Linked DNA regions of Mus musculus: region 1 is linked to region 2. A link is a contact called in public promoter capture Hi-C data. All regions are on one chromosome and are shown on one strand. Each heading gives the region's core, a stretch centred on a gene start, on an enhancer-like site or on the middle of the called end of the contact. The rest is flanking DNA. Distances are from core to core; before and after follow the strand shown.

The links. Promoter capture Hi-C pulls out the DNA fragments that hold promoters and counts their contacts.
Region 1: a contact with region 2 is called in a promoter capture Hi-C map of frontonasal cranial neural crest. The contact joins two enhancer-like sites. A contact is called at or near these places in 7 of 39 promoter capture datasets (the 3T3-L1 cell line, the C10 cell line, cranial neural crest and 4 more), 4 of 484 Hi-C or Micro-C datasets (the N1E-115 cell line, embryonic stem cells and reprogramming fibroblasts), 6 of 115 datasets of contacts at active chromatin or transcription factors (bone marrow-derived macrophages, craniofacial prominence, embryonic limb bud and 1 more) and 3 of 9 other capture datasets (adipose tissue, embryonic stem cells and pancreatic islet).

What each region holds. Positions count from the first base shown.
Region 1 is chr11:85,519,961-85,525,207 of GRCm38.p6, reverse strand. All of the region lies in intron 15 of Bcas3 (breast carcinoma amplified sequence 3), which reads right to left. Among named protein-coding and RNA genes, the nearest start is that of Bcas3, 170 kb to the right of the region's middle. Within about 2 kb of position 1,412, at least 74 of the 459 cell types and tissues checked have an H3K27ac peak or open chromatin away from gene starts, as enhancers often do.
Region 2 is chr11:85,672,803-85,678,115 of GRCm38.p6, reverse strand. All of the region lies in intron 22 of Bcas3 (breast carcinoma amplified sequence 3), which reads right to left. Among named protein-coding and RNA genes, the nearest start is that of Bcas3os1, 44 kb to the left of the region's middle. Within about 2 kb of position 1,260, at least 20 of the 459 cell types and tissues checked have an H3K27ac peak or open chromatin away from gene starts, as enhancers often do.

The DNA.
Region 1 (5,247 bases), core at 163-2,662, 150 kb after region 2:
GGAAACGAATGAACAAATGAATGAGGCCATCGCTCCTCCTGATCCTCTTTGCTGCCCAATCACACCATGAAGTAAGGAAAAGAAAACCACCAAGCATGATGTGCAGCAGTCACAGCTCTGGAATCTCCTGCAAGGGGGAACTCAGAGTGGGAGACAGCCGAAAACCCGTGCCAGGTTAGCAGAAGCGTGAGATACACGTGGTCATGAGTGGGAGCCTTAGAAAGACTCCTTAAGAAAGAGGGCTGTGAGAAAGAACACAGACAACGAACAATGGGGTGTCCGGTGAGCCTCTTAGGAGGTCACTGGGGATCCGAGGACAAACAGGCATAGAGATGTTAAGATTCCTTTACAAGAGCAAATTAGCGTGCCCATGGGACAGCATAGTTAGGAGGTCTGCAGTTTTCTGGGTTTTCCTGTGCTCCTTAGACATAGGGCCCTAACCCACATCAGGCATCAGGCAGGCTATTTAAAAGGGCTTATGACAGACACCATCCATGTCTCAGCAAACCAGATGCCTCAGTCCAGTCCGTTTTCATCAATCTCCACAGACTAAAGGGATCTGCCACAGTTGAGGGGCTCTGCTTCTCACCCCATCAAGCTCCTGGCTGCAAGTAATGGAAATTGTATTTGGAAATTAAAATAACAAGGGTACCCCTCAAACCCAAACTCGCGGGTTCCTGGCACTCCCAACCCTATAGAAACATCCTTTCTCCCAATATTTCCTCATCTCCATCCTCCTCCCAACACTCTCGCTATTCTGAGGACAGCGTACAAGCGTCCTCCTGTCTACCCAGTCCCAGAGGAAAGCTGGGTAAGAAGCGCTCAGAGCCTCTGCGCATGCGCACAGTCCGTCCCACACAAAAGCAAAACTGCCGGTCTGCTTTTACTATCCGGCCCTGGACTTGGCGGGTATAAAGCAGCAAAATTTACCAAAGAGTTTTAAGTTAATTCTGGAGTTGAAAAGTTGACTTCTTGACTCTGTTAAAAAGAATACAATGGTAGCTTGTCCTAAAACAATCACTGGATAGCTGAGCTCTGCAAAGCTAGAAAGCATGCTTAGCTCTTGCTTGTGGTCTAATTTAACATTAAAGCATTCTCAACTAAATCTCAACTATTATTTAATCAAAATCAAATAAAATCCTTTAAAACATATATATGTATATTTATTTTTTTTAAGTGCTCAGTACAAACTGGAATTTCTAGTATATGGGTTGCTTTTGGTCAGAAAGGGAGTGTCTGTCCCTCCCTCCCTCCCTCCAGCTCTGCTCTCCCTCCCTCAGGCCCCTAGCCCGCCTCCTTTCCCTCACAGATGAGGATGACAAGCTTCCCAGCTGCAGTTCCTGGACTCTCAGCCTTCTTTCTGACCTTTTCTCAGGCATGTTCCAGTATATTCTGCAATCTACTCAGTAGGAAAAGGAAACAGCAGCGCCCTGGTGTGAGACAGTGCCTTCTGACCCGCAGACCAGGCTGCACAGGCCTGGGATCTCAGCAGGAGATGGAAGGAAAGAAAATTAGCTCTGGACATGGAGGCTGGACACGCTTTACCAAACAACTGCGCGGACTTAAACAGAGGCAGAATCTCCAAGGATGATCCCAACTGCAGTTCTTATTGCTGTGATTGTTGCTCCTTGGGAAGGCAGCAGATGACAAAACATTGCAACAGAAATCTAGCAAAAGCATTGGTTGCTTTTTCTAAGAAAGCTTCCTGGTACCACAGTAACCACTACGGGTACAGAGGAGGAAAACAATCCATGTTTTTCAGGTGGAGACAGTTATTAGTGATGTTCTGCTACAGCACACAGAATGGTCCAGAACTCACCATCTGGTGTTCTCCAGTGTCAAGGAGAATTAAAAGTATACCTCCAAGAGAATTGGTGGTCTGCCATCATGTGACTGTTTTGAACATATATTTATACATAACACATTATACTTGTGTCAATAGCACAACAGTTAATTCTCTAGCTGTTCTCTCCTGATTCTCAGAATATCCTCACCTGTTCCTTACTCTTAAAGTACTGTATGCTATTTTAATGTGTAATACAAGTACTTCCTGGAAGCTAAAATGAATTTTGGATTTAGGAGCCTGATTTATAAGAGTAAAATTTAAAAAGAAAGTCACTATTACAAAGCTTGTATGTACAGTAAGTATAATTTACTCTAAAAGGGCAGTTTGTGGCTAGAATGAGGGGTGAGGAGAAGTAGGGAGAAATAAGGCTGCCAGGGGGTTGTACCAAGGAGCTGGGATGGCTACATGGCTCTAGTACACAGAGGGAGAAAAGAACACAAAAGAGAAAATGGGAGAAATTCTACTGAATTAAAAAAAAAAATTGAACAACATTTTAACATTAATAAAAAACGTTTATTTACTTATTTATTTCGGTTTTACGAGAACAGGGTTTCTCTGTGTAGCCCTGGCTGTCTTGGAACTCACTCTGTAGACCAGGCTGGCCTCGAACTCAGAGATCCGCCAGCCTCTGCCTCCAGAGTGCTGGGATAAAAGGTGTGCGCCACCATGCCCGGCTAGTAAAAAACTTTTAAGTAAGTGATCTATTCATGACCACACAAACAAACAAGTTAATATCAAATGAATAAAAACCGTGGCACGTTCCTTCACTCCTTCAGTTTATTATCTCAGAGCACCCTACACTGTGCGACCAGAGAAATGGTTTAAGAGCTCACACTCACTGTTTAACATTAAGATTAGACTATGGTACCCACTCAACAGAGTTCATTGAAAACCCAGAAAATGACCAATATTTATATGGATATTCATGGAAAAAGTGAGACAGACAGAGAGTGACTATACACCCTCTAAACATGATGCATATTCTTCACATAAATAAAGAACAAAGAGAAAAGATTCTGAGCCTTTTCCCCTAAGATTCAAATTCCTGCCCCAAGTTGCAGTTCCAGCATATCACACTAGCGCTTGAAAGGCTGAGGCAGACTTGCCTTGAATTGAAGCAAGCAATGGCTAAACAGCCAGTACCAGGCCAGCAGGGCTACACAGCAATAATCCATCTTGAAATAACCAAATGGAGCACCCTGGGACACTGCACTTGCCTCTGAAGCAAGCTCCGTTCAAAGATAAAAACTGTATTATTTCAAAACATCAGAGTCTGACATCCCTGAGAGCAGTCGGGCACAAGCACGGCACAGGCGCAGCATCCCACCTCAGCAGCCAGCCTCAGTAGCCCTGAGCACCTACTCTTCATCCTTATCTCACAATTGATTTGTACCATGACACAGAGGAGGTAGATTTACAAAATACTACCTCATTTACATGGGTACACATATGATGTATAAAAGTATCAGGAATTCAGTCAGAAGCAAAAACAAACAAACAAACAAGCAACCACACTGTGCACTGAATTAGCTGCAATCCATAAAATATACCTTGTTTTTCTTTATGCAGTTAGCAAGTTTGTTTGAACATTTTCCCAGTATGACCTTGAATTCATGGAAACCCTCCTTTCTCTATTACCCAAGTTCAGAGACTGCAGAGAAGTACCAGCATAAAACCCTATAAAAACAGTACTAAGTAACACATGGAAAACTAATATGAACAATATGAGTTTTTTTAACCATTCCTTCTGAGGGACAATCACATTTTAAAATCGGAAGTTTCACACGGTGACAACACCTGAATCCTGGTACTCCTCAGGAGGAAGCTGGTGGATCAAAGATTGAGGTCACCCTTGGCTACATAGGAATTTTAAGGACAGCCTGGGCTACGAGACAATTTCTTAAAAACAATTTTTAAAAATAGTAAATACATATGTTGTGTTGAATAACAAATATAACTAGAAAATATAACCAACTTTCTTAATAATAAAAAATTAAAGATTCAAAATTTAAATGGTAGCCTTTCTTCTCTGCACATCCCCCAGGCCCCAGGCACTACTGTTCTCTGGCCCTTCACCCTCCTCCACTGCTAACGGAAGCCTTCCTGCTTATTACCCATGACTGTTAAGAATATTTTCTGGCTCTATTTCAGCATCATGACTCAGGTCATGAGAAGTGTCAAAGATGCATTTCCTTCAGCTGGGAACGAGCACCAGATCTCAAGGGCACAGAGAGGCTGGAGCGTGGTGTAGAAGGCCACATCAGCAGTTCCTGATGAGGAAGAGAAACCCTTTGTACTCGAATGCATTTTCATTCCCAGCTTGAAAACAGGTGCTTACACACACCAGTTAAGGAAAACAAACAGGAAACTGATGCTCAATTATAGCTCCCTAAATAACCAACAAATCCTGAAATAAAACTGTAAGCAAATAAATAAATAAATGGTATAAATTTAGCACATTTTACAAATATTAGAATGAAATCAAGATCTAGATGGCTAGCTCCAAGTTTGCAAAGGTGCATTTATGAATTAACCTCTGTGCTGTAGAATGTCCTTGAGCACTAGAAGCATGGGGTTCTTCGACAACAGCCTTGGACGCAGCACACCTGCAAGGGAGAAAGCCCTAGCCTCCTGGGACCCTCGACTGTGAGGGCCTGGGTGACTGCAGGAATGTCCTATTCATCTATCTATACGACAGACACCTGATCTTTTTTCCACATCTATGACTTTTATAAAAGGTGAAGCTGTTTCATCCCGTGCCGTGTCAATGCTAGAATGAAAAGCGATAAATCGTTTGCTACCCAGGATAGACCTTGACACTGAACATGAAAAGCTGGTCTCTTCTGCAGTCACCAGGAGGAGCCATGCCCTCAGGACTCCTCTGTCCACTCTGAAATACTTCTCTCTGGTGCCTCATTGTGGCTTGAGAAATTCTCACCTGCACAAACACTTGAGCCCAAGTGAGCAGCTCTTCCAATGAACCGGAAATCCCTTCCCTTTCCTCGTCGCCTCCCAGCTCCCACGCCATCCACCGTGGAGCACGGGGACCCCTCCCACCTCCCACGTGCACATAACCCTGACACAGTGTGAACCCACTCTTCTTTTTCTCGTCTTTCTTCATATTTTAACCATTTTGTAAGCTAACATTACCAACACCAGATTTACAATTCCTCTTCAGATAGTCAAACCGCAATACTAGTCTGCCTGTTCCACTCAGCTCCAACTTGTCACTTGGGTGTTTTAGTAATTAACAGCTCTAAGAGGCATCTGTCCTGAGAGGGTTACTGACTCTCATTGCCTTCTGTACTTTCTTCAAGACCAAATACTGAAAACATTGCTTCCAAATGTCTTTCTCTGGAGTACAAAGGGGACACCTTCCTGGTCCCCTCTGGGATGAGTTA
Region 2 (5,313 bases), core at 11-2,510:
ATGGAACAGGAGCCCACATGTTTAACACGGGTGCAGTCTGGAAGGTGAGGTATTACTCGGGGTATCCCTTGTTGAGAATACACATTAAACATCTAAAGGATCGACCCGGGGGTCCATGGGAGATGCCATGTGGTTGTTCTCTGCTGTTTCTTTCTTTCTGTTTCTTTTAGCATTTTGTCTGTAGCAACAAAGCTGCTCCTGGAGCACTTCCGTCGGATGTGTGCCATGTGTCTGCAGAGAGAACTCAGTGGGCTTCCAAAGGTTCCGAGTTCAAACCCCAGCAACCACATGGTGGCTCACAACCACCTGTAATGAGATCTTACGCCCTCCTCTGGTGCGTCTGAAATCAGCTACAGTGTACTCATGTACAATAATAAATAAATCCTTTTAAAAAAGAAAGAAAAAGCCACAAGGAAATATTCCTGAGGGTGGTCACTGTAATTGTGTTTATGAAGCACAAGGATGAACAGCACTCTATAGGACAGAGGACTGTGGGTGCTCCTGGGCTAGCAACCGGGAACAAGACTAAGGGTTGTGTTGCCCATATTCATAATCTTGAATTGGCTCCCATCTGTCAGAACAGTAACAATGACTACTACACTAAGTGCTATGGTGAGCAGTCGATGACTGGACACGCCTGTGCCTGTGCGTTACCCATTACTGCTGATGAGCAGAGCAGACATGTGCACTGAAGAGCAGGGATGAGGAACACAGGAGACAGAACCACTGATACAACAGGGCGAGGATAGGGAAGGAAGCAGGACCGAACTCTTTGTGCATTGAACAGTTTGGGGTCCTGTTTTAGAAGCAGCGACTCTGTTGTAATTATTTGGAGTCTGGCTGAGATGGCATCTTGATCTACACAGGACTCACCTGTTTAGTCACCTGGTCATCTGACACATTTAGGAAGTGCCTACCATTAGGAGTGCTAGAAAGAATGAACTACACAAATGCAGGAACACATCCTACAGAAGCTAAAGGGAGCCAGAAGTTAGGATTGTACTAGGTGCACATCTCAATTGACTCTTCAGTGGGGAAGAAGTCCAAATTCTATTGGTCTGCTGGGGAGAGATTGCCAGGAGCTTTGGGAGAATAACTCCTTTCTCCTTTGATCCTCTGCTCCCGAATATGAGCACAGACTGAGGGCTCAGGGACCATGAACCTACTCAGCTATGGGCTAAGAAGAGGTGAGCGTAGAGCACTAGCAACTTTCCATTTCCCACTTTAATACTGGGCAGAGCAGGCTGTGCCTGCTTGCCAAGGGCTTAAGAACAGGAAAGAGGCATAGCCTGGCTCTCACTGGGCCCAAAGCGGGGCAGGCCTGACAGCATGTGGGAGTAATCACCAACAGCAATTTGTTCCCCGTATGTCAAGGTCATCAACGTTCCTGCTGGGGAGCTGTTTCGGCCACGGCACCAGTTCCTGAGGATCACACAGGATCACCTATGGTGTTTGTCTGCCACTTCCCTCTACTGGCCTTCTCCAGAACGTTCTCTCTCTCTCTCTCTCTCTCTCTCTCTCTCTCTCTCTCTCTCTCTCTCTCTCGTGGTCTTGTTGGCCAATGGACAGTTCTATAGCTGCTCACTGTGTGGGGCCCACCAGAAGACCAGCTGGATTTGTTGAAATAAAACAAATTTTCCTTCCTTCCTAAACCACTTTTCCCCTCTGGCTGCATGGCTCTTAGGCAACACTGCTCTGCCTTGGGAAGGCGGGAAGAGAGAATTTGCTGTTTGTTTTGTTGCTTGCCCCTCCCCCCCCCCTTTAAGGCAGAAAAGAGAAAAACATCACACGTCTTTTCATATTTCCAAGTTTTGTGAATTGAAGAGAAAGCCAGGTGTAGCTGTTGCTTTTGGAACAGTGGCCTGAAGAGCTGAGGCAGGTGGCTGGCAGTCTATGTCTCAGTGCCCACTCCCTCCTTTCAGGCTTGGGCCTTGATTTCAGAGGGACTCAGCATTCCTAATACTCTCTTCTATCAGCCTGACTTTTTTTTTCAAATTTAAAAAATTTACTAGTTTCCACGCTCAGCTGACGAAAAGACGAACTGATATGGTGGGAAGTAGACCTGAAGGGAGGAAACAAGCCACTGTGTTTTCAAAGCAATTATATTCTAGAAATATTTAATGAAACAGCTATAAATCCTGCTTTTAAGAAAGTCACAGCAACCAATCTTGTTATTTTTAACATGGGTATTTTGGGTTTGAAAGATTCCACTTCAAGTTTCCCAAATTCAAGTTTTTCACATAATGCTTGGTCTGATACGTGTGGGAAAAAGGGACAAATCCAAACATGGAATATTATTTTTGAAAAATCCTGCACTATATGTAAAGGTCCCGTAACATGGGATATCTGAGTCTTCTGAACTGTTCACATGACCTCCCTTCTATTTATAGGCTGCAGCAATTCCCATTTGAATATGGAGGGATACCTTGTAGGAGAGCTTGGTTTAGTGCAAATAAACTTGAGGAAAGTGTTGACTTAAAAATAAAATGCTGGAGAGCATGGAGCGCTTCTTCCCCTCTGTGAAAATTTCCGTTATAGTTGTAAACAAAGGCAGGTTTGGCTCCCGAGGAGGCTCAGCTGAGCTGAGGAGGGCTAGGAGCACATCAAACCTCCCAGGGTGAGGAAATGTTTGTAAAACAGTTAGTAAATCACAGGCTGCTTGGGTCACCATGCTAAACAGCCGGGGACAGACTGCCAAAAGCCCAGCTGGGAACCAAGGGGGCTAGGCATGGCTGCACAGCCTGAACCCCTACTCCTAATGGTCTACTGGTTCCATCCCTCTGCCTCATTAGAGCTTCTGTGGCCATGGCTCATCACTGCTGTCCCCTATGGGAAGCCAAGATGGGACTTCTCCAGAGGGACACTTACTTAGCCCTTGGGTCCTAGGGACAAGACTGAGGGTTCCAGCTGGAAGCAAGAACAACCACCAGTGAAAAGAAGAGCATTGGCAGAGATGGAGCTAGAGTTGCTGGGAGTTACAAACTACCTTTTAAGTGTGTATACTTACTACTTCCCCACAGAGGCCATGCGGTTTCCCTCGGTTCTTCTGCAGATTTTCTAGGAATGTGGAACCAGTAAGCTGTTCAAAAGCTCACTGGGCCTCCTCTTCTCCACAAAGAACTGCCCAATGAATACACTCTAAAGTCTTGCTGCAGTGGGGTTTGATGACTAACATTCAGTTCTCTTCCTCCAAAAAAATACCTTCTTAAAACGGTGTATTTGTTTTCTACAGTGAAAGCAGTCTGCCCATGAACTGCTACTGTGTACTACAGCTAGGTTATGAATGCAGAATAAAAAGCAGCCTTCAAAGGAGAAGGATCGTGTAGATAAAATGAATGTGGGATACACAGAAGGATGTACCCTTAAAAAAAAATGAAGGAGAGGGGAAGGGAAGGAAGGGGAGGCAGGGGGAGCAGAGATGGGAGAAGGGAAGGCAGACCAGACAGGAGGGAAGGAGGGAAGGAGGGAAGGAGGGAAGGAGGGAAGGAGGGAAGATGACGGAAGGGAGAAAAAGAAAGAAGGGAGAGAGTCATCTTGAAATTGTAAAGAAAAGCACTCTTCCTAGGAGCTGCCTAAAAAGTAAGCTTTGTTTTTACAGAGCTTGGATAATAGGCACAGGCACAGGCACAGGCACAGGCACAGGCACAGGCACAGCAGGCACAGGCACAGCAGGCACAGGCACAGGCACAGGCACAGCAGGCACAGGCACAGGCACAGCAGGCACAGGCACAGGCACAGGCACAGGCACAGCAGGCACAGGCACAGGCACAGGCACAGCAGGCACAGGCACAGGCACAGGCACAGGCACAGCAGGCACAGGCACAGGCACAGGCACAGGCACAGCAGGCACAGGCACAGGCACAGGCACAGGCACAGGCACAGGCACAGGCACAGGCACAGGCACAGCAGGCACAGGCACAGCAGGCACAGGCACAGCAGGCACAGGCACAGCAGGCACAGGCACAGCAGGCACAGGCACAGCAGGCACAGGCACAGCAGGCACAGGCACAGGCACAGGCACAGGCACAGGCACAGCAGGCACAGGAACAGACACAGGAACAGGCACAGGCACAGGCACAGGCACAGGCACAGGCACAGGCACAGCAGGCACAGGTAACTCTTCACAAGCACAGTTCACACCAAGTTCACACAGCATCACGTTTGTGAGGCCACCCATGCTGTTCCTTTTCAGAGAAAATTCAGTACCTTGATTTTTCCCAAATTGCAACATGACAAACACTGGTCTGTCACCTCTGATAGAGGTGGATGAATCTATTCCCCCACCCCCACCCCCTCCACCCACCCTCACCCCCGGTAGACAACAAGCACAATCAGGGATTACTTGGGGATCTTGTTAGCCCAGGGCCAGCCTGTATCTCAGCACCTCCTATAAGGCAGGCTTCTCAGCTGGCATCTAAAAGTTAACCTGCTCTATCCAGAGATCAAATGAGATTTGGGGTCCAATAAGATCATATTCTAATCTAGGCAGTTTCAGTCTGAGAAAAACAATGAGATCCAGAAGCAAATCGAACTTATTGCTAGGAAGAAAAAATGAGGAAAGACTAGTATTTTTGAAATTTCTAATAAATGCTTCAGGGCAGGTGACAAAAGGCATAAGGTGACAGACTTGGGACCAAATCTTGACTCAACCTCTATCATGTTCCAGTCTGGGTTGTTTGTGTTAGATGGGGCTGATCATTTCAGATATTATAAGCTTCTGCAAAATGGGGCAAACTCATCACCTTAGGAGCTGCTGACCGTATTAACGTGAGGGGTCCTGGACTGCAAGGCCGTGCCTTCAGTGAGGCAATGTGTGTCGGTGTCGGCACTCACTTGCTGCTGCCTTCCCTCTCTTCCCGGGACCGAGAAGCACAGAGATGAATGTTTTCTATGGGTTTCAGCTGACGCAGCAGAGGAAGTGTACCTACCCACCCTGCACTATGAACCACACCCCAAGCAGAAGAATGTGAACCTCACACAATGGATGGACTTGACTCCGAGTTTGGACATTTAGCAACTCAAACATGTTGCTCACAGCTCATGTTCCCAGTGTCAGGAATTCCTCTTGGATCCTCTCTGCAGGAGCAAATGATGGTTTCCACATTACATGGATCACACCATTATTCTGCTGGCAGCCAAAACAAGTTCAGAACACACACACTTCAATGGGCTTGTGAGTCAAAAAGTGGGTGATTAACACTGGGTGGAACAATGACTTTTCCCTAGTCCGATTTGTCACTGGTAGGCACTTGAAATGTAGAGAAAACATTGCCCCTACTGATTTTGACACAGAGTTAAATGAATTTATTTATG